Linked DNA regions of Mus musculus: region 2 is linked to region 1. A link is a contact called in public Hi-C data. All regions are on one chromosome and are shown on one strand. The core of a region is the stretch at or near the end of the contact, and the rest is flanking DNA. Distances in the headings are between cores, read along the strand shown.

Region 1 (2,700 bases), core at 140-2,639:
CCAGGGACACAGCTCTGCCCTTGTCCTAAGGTCAGTCTCACTGCCTGGCCACCGGGGATGTCACCATGAAAAAAATCCCACCTGACCTCATCTCTGTCCTCCAGATGTGCACAGCTGCTCCTATTGTCTGGGTATGTTGTGCCATTGGCCCTCAGTTCACCAAAGATGCAGGGAGACGGTGGCATTCAGTGGCCAGAAACTACCACATTTTAGGTGTGAGCCAGTTTGTTCAACTTCGGCTTCTTCTCAAATCCAGTAAATCTCAGTGAATACAGTCACGGAACTCCTGAGGTCGTGTCCACGATTTGATAACTTGGTATGGAAAACTACAAAAAGCAAAACCCCTTGTCTTTGCTCTTACCAACCATGCTGAGATGTACACCTGGGATATGCCTTTCATTCTTTGCAAGGGAGAGTCAGCTTGCTGGGGCTCCCAAGAAGTAGAGGGCTAAGGTTCTGAACAGGGGTGCTCCCGACTGTGGACGCGTCTAAAAGTGTTCTCCACTGGCAAACGCTTAGTTTGGTGATGCTATTCTTGCGATTGATAAGTGTGACTTGAGTCAGGTTGCCGCCTCCTTTGATGTTTGCCTGGTTGGTGTTATTTTCATGGACACTCACAACTGCACATCCAGCTCTGTTCTTTTCCTGTTTCCTAATAGGTCCGTGTCTTTCTCCATCATACAGATTTTAGAAATTCTTTACATATTCTGGATAATGCTGCTTTTCAGTTTCATGTGTGAACAGCATTTTGCTTGCTCTGTATTCCTAGCCAGTTGATCATTAATGGGTTTCCTAGTGGTTATCCACTGGTTATCTGTTGCTTATCAGTTGGCTAACTACTGTTCTCGTTAAAAACAAAAAACAGCTTTTGATATTCCTAATAAAACAGGGTCCTCAATTTCCCTCTGAGCTGCCTGCTTCATCATGTGACTTTCCATAGGTTCTGCTTACATCTTTGTTCAGCTAAAAATATTCTCTAATTCCTCTTGGGACTTTCTCTCTGGCCAATGTACATTTTCCCAATGTTCAGAGATGTCCTGTTAACTGTTACTGATTTCTGGTTGGTCTGTCTGGGTCTGAGGATGTACCTTATAATTTCTTCATTCCCTTAAATGTTTGAGCTTTGTCCTCCCTCCCAGGGTATGGCCTGTATTGGTGAAACTTATGGGTGTTCTGGAAGAAGGAGTATGCTCTGCTGTGACTGAACAGAACATCCTGGGAATAGCAGTCAGATCTAGTCACCAATAGAGCTCAGCTCTGACTTCTTGCTCATTTTCTGTCTGCTATTGAACAAAAAGCACCTAGCCCCAGTTCTGATTGCAGCAAGTCTACCCAGCCTTTGTTTCCTTGACTCTGCCTACCCTGCTGTCAGGTCTAGTTTTGGCCATGTGGGGTCAGCATGATATCCCTTTCCCTTTCTCTCAGGATCCTTCCTTCTTGTGAGGTCCTCTTGTCTGGAGCTGGCCAGCTGCTCTATCACTCTTTCCATCCTCGCCTTGAAGGCGGAGCTTTTTATCCTGTGAATTTTCTAAACAATCTCAACAGGTTCCCAGTCTATACAAGTCACACCCTCAAGGTACAGCTAAGAGTGTGCTAGGGATTCTGAGGGCCAAGAAAATACCATTCCAACTCTTGCAACTCTCACCCTCCTGTAAAACACCCATCCCATGACTCAGAATACATCGGCTTCTCTGTCTAACACAGTTGTGTTGCCCATGGCATTGTTAGGGGTCTTATTTATTTTTCTACAACTGAACAATCTTCTGACAGGCCATCCACACTTCCTATCATCACTGATATGGCCGGCCTCAGGAGAATACATTTTGTTGTGTGTTTCCTAGTCTGACTGTTTGTTTTACTTTGCCTCATTTTGCTGGTTCCCTACAGTGACTTCTTTTAGGTTATTTGAAACGCCCTCTAATGTCCACATATATGATTTATTTATTTATAATATATGGTATATATAAATAATATTTTCCTGACTAGAAATACAGAGCAAGCAAAATGTTGTCCACACATGAAAGCAAAAAGCAGTATTATCCAGAATGCATAAAGCATTTCTAAAATTTGTATGATGAAGAGAGACACAGAGTTATCAGAAAACAGGAAAATGTAATATACAATATAATATATTACTATATATTATATATTCTCAGGGCTGTAAAACTTTTTATGTAATATATATAATTATATATGTAATAATTATATATAATATATTATATTGTAATATATCATATATGATATTACTTTTGCTATATGATGTATGGTATGTGATATATGATGTATGATATATGATGTATGATACATTTTTATATATTCTGGTACCTTAACTACATATCCTTAGAAGTGCTTTTGTGGTTGCCTGTTGACTGTAGTAGACATGTACCAAATTTTTGTCTATTAGGGCCAATCATAGTGCCTCTTCTTCACTCCACAACTGACCCTTACTTCATAGTTGGCCCATGTCCATCTGCTTGCATGGAAACTTTCTAGGCAATATTGCTCTCAAAAGACGTTGCCTCAGTTTGTTTTCTGTCATAAATGCACCACCACCAAAAATAACTCGGTGAGGAAAGGGTTTACTTGTCTTATGCATCCATCACAGTCGATCAGCGATCGATCAGCGAGGAACGGCAGAGCAGGAACCGAAGACAGAAACTGAAGCAGAGCAGACCTTGGGGGAACAGGGTGCTGGCTGGC
Region 2 (2,700 bases), core at 105-2,604, 95 kb after region 1:
CCATCCCTGTGTGCCCCGACAGTCTCTCTAGCCTTTCTCAGTTTTGAGTAGGCTGTCATGAATGTGCTGTGTGGAACGCACAAAGGAACACCTTTGAATCTTTCCACAATGTCAGAAATCATTAGATAACAATAAATTCACTATGTGTGAAAGTTTCAGTGGCAGCAATTTGCCTGACAATCCTGCTCTTCTTGGTGAATCCAGCCCAAGGGAACAGTTTACTTTATTCCTACCTTACTAACATTAACCTGAGATCACACATCACAGAGTAAATACATCTTTCTCTACATTTGCAGGTTATGGGTGACTACTAAGGATTAAAGGCACAGAGTTTCAAAGCCACAGCTAGGATACCAAAAGGAAGGAGCAGGATCTGTTATAGTGATAACAGAGTAAAACTGGGACTGGACTGCAGAGACTGGAACAGCTGCAGCTGAGGGTGTGGCAGATTGACAGCAGAGGCATTGAGCTGAGTCTAGCTGAAGAGACCACATCCAGATTGAAAAAAAAAAAAATGGAATGACAGATAGATATCCAGATGAACAAGAGGACAGGTTGTCTACACTCAAATCCTGTCAGCAGCAGGAATGGAGCCAGGTTGAAGCCTAGGGAAGCTGGAGTTCCCTGCCTCTTAGTCCTTGAGGTACACATCAGTTGTCAGATGGCAGCTGGATGGGACCTCTGCCATCAGAATGTGGGATGGCAACTTTTGTACTGGGTCCAGGTGAAGGGGTTGCACCCTTTCTTGTCTGTGCATGGATAGTGCCAGAGAGATGGTGTTCTGTGTCCACCTAGCCATGCAGGTATCCTCCACTCTCAGAATGGCACCTAAAGCTATTTATGGAATAGAATCTTTCAGAGTGAGAAACCACTGTTTCATGTAACATGGGGTCAACTAAGAATAGGACACCTGGACTGGAGAGATGGCTCAGTGGTTGAGAGCACTGACTGCTCTTCCAGAGGTCCTGAGTTCAATTCCCAGCAACCACATGGTGGTTCACAACCATCTATAATGGGATCTGATGGCTTCTTCTAGTGTGTCTGAAAACAGCAACAATGTACTCATATTCATTAAATGAATAAATAATTTTTTAAGAGAAGTGTAAATAGGACACCTGATACCAACATGAACACAGAGGGACCCCCCAATGGGGATAAAGACCCTAGTTTTGGATTGTGGGAGTCTCAACACCAAACAAGACTGTAGGTGTGCAAATTAATCCCTTACCTCTTGTTTCCTCTAGCAGGATGGAGTAGCCTCGCATGATCTCCAGTGAAGCCTGTCCCTGCCCTGACACTGCTCAGGGGCCACCAAAGACACCTTCTGACATCACCTGTGCATTTGCTGACTCCCCAGTAGCTCTTCTAGAATCTCTCTCAGAGGGACACTCAGTCTTGAGTCTCTGCCAGGAGCAGGTGGAATATAGGGTCAAGTTCTCTCTCACCCCAGGTCTGCTGTGCCTTATGGAGCTGGCCTTTGTTGATCTTCCCTGGATCCCAGAACTATAAGGTTACACACTCATGGCCTCCACACTGACTGAAGTGGCTCTTGAAAAAAACACTCTGCATGGCTTTCTCTCTTCCTTTCATTTTGATTTCTTGAAAAGCGAGGGTCACATATGCCTGTTTTGATTTTGAGTTGGGGATTATTTCTAGACATAACAGTAAGAGGGAAATGTCAACTTATGGAAGCCATTCCAAAGCTGAATGGTTCATCAGCGGGGCCTCCGCAGAGCCTCTGGCTTGTTTCACAGCACATCCAGGGTGAAGCTTCTGGTCTCCTTCTCACTGGCTTATCTGCACACTTCCCCTCTGGTTAGATGACACGCTAATTTGAGAAGTATGTTTCCCATGGCTCCGTGTAAGGCAAGCATCTAACTGGGCTTAATCTCATCAGAACCCTTTGGCCCGCCACTAATAACTTCCTTCCACACTCCTATCTGTGCATTAATCATTGCTTTTGAAAAGTGTTTATCAGTTGCTTCACAGAATCCTGTTTTGCTTTTGGTCAGTTCTGGCTCATCTGTGTTTTTAGGACACATTCAGGTGTACAGTTTCTTGTCTAGTGTGGCCTGGCTGCCTCTGTCCAGGTTTCCCTCCCAGCTGTCCATCAACTTGAGGTATCAGCAAGATGACCCAGGATCAATGGTCCTTAGAGAGCCATTCTGGGTCCTTGTACCTGTGTGTGTCCCTGTGTCTCTTTGTGTGTGTGTCTGGGTATGTGTCTGTTTGTGTGTCTGTGTCTCTGTGTATGTGTGTGTGATTGTCTCTGTGTGTGTGTCTATGTATGTATATGTGTCTCTGTGTGTGTGTCTATGTATGTGTGTATTTCTCTCTGTGTGTGTCTGTCTGTGTGTATGTGTCTCTATCTCTCTGTGTGTCTGTGTCTCTGTGTGTCTGTCTATGTGTCTGTCTGTCTGTTTGTCTCTCTTTCTCTGTGTATGTGTGTCTCTCTCTCTGTGTTTCTGTGTATGTGTGTGTGTGTGTGTGTGTGTGTGTGTGTGTCTGAGTGCATGGTATGACTCCTATTCCTTCAGGAACTTGGAGAAGTCCTTCATGTGTACCCATTAGGTCTCCTGTACCCATTGCTTCACCCTCCAGCTCTGACTCTCCAGAGACGGTTGGAATTGTGTGGGGATATCACGCTCATGTTCCTTCCACCTGGGATGAGCTTCATCAGTGCCACATCAGAAGCCAGGC

Evidence for each region. A called contact is a pair of places that touch in the nucleus more often than the background predicts.
Region 2: a contact with region 1 is called in a Hi-C map of the N1E-115 cell line, with 2.1 times the contacts expected there. The contact joins two enhancer-like sites. A contact is called at or near these places in 3 of 484 Hi-C or Micro-C datasets (the N1E-115 cell line, bone marrow-derived dendritic cells and bone marrow-derived macrophages).

Annotation. Positions count from the first base shown.
Region 1 is chr8:10,612,177-10,614,876 of GRCm38.p6, forward strand. All of the region lies in intron 34 of Myo16 (myosin XVI), which reads left to right. Among named protein-coding and RNA genes, the nearest start is that of Gm32330, 60 kb to the right of the region's middle. Within about 2 kb of position 1,390, at least 2 of the 459 cell types and tissues checked have an H3K27ac peak or open chromatin away from gene starts, as enhancers often do. A contact at or near this core is called in the N1E-115 cell line, where this site is marked.
Region 2 is chr8:10,706,902-10,709,601 of GRCm38.p6, forward strand. No RefSeq gene overlaps it. Among named protein-coding and RNA genes, the nearest start is that of Gm39129, 31 kb to the right of the region's middle. Within about 2 kb of position 1,355, at least 2 of the 459 cell types and tissues checked have an H3K27ac peak or open chromatin away from gene starts, as enhancers often do. A contact at or near this core is called in the N1E-115 cell line, where this site is marked.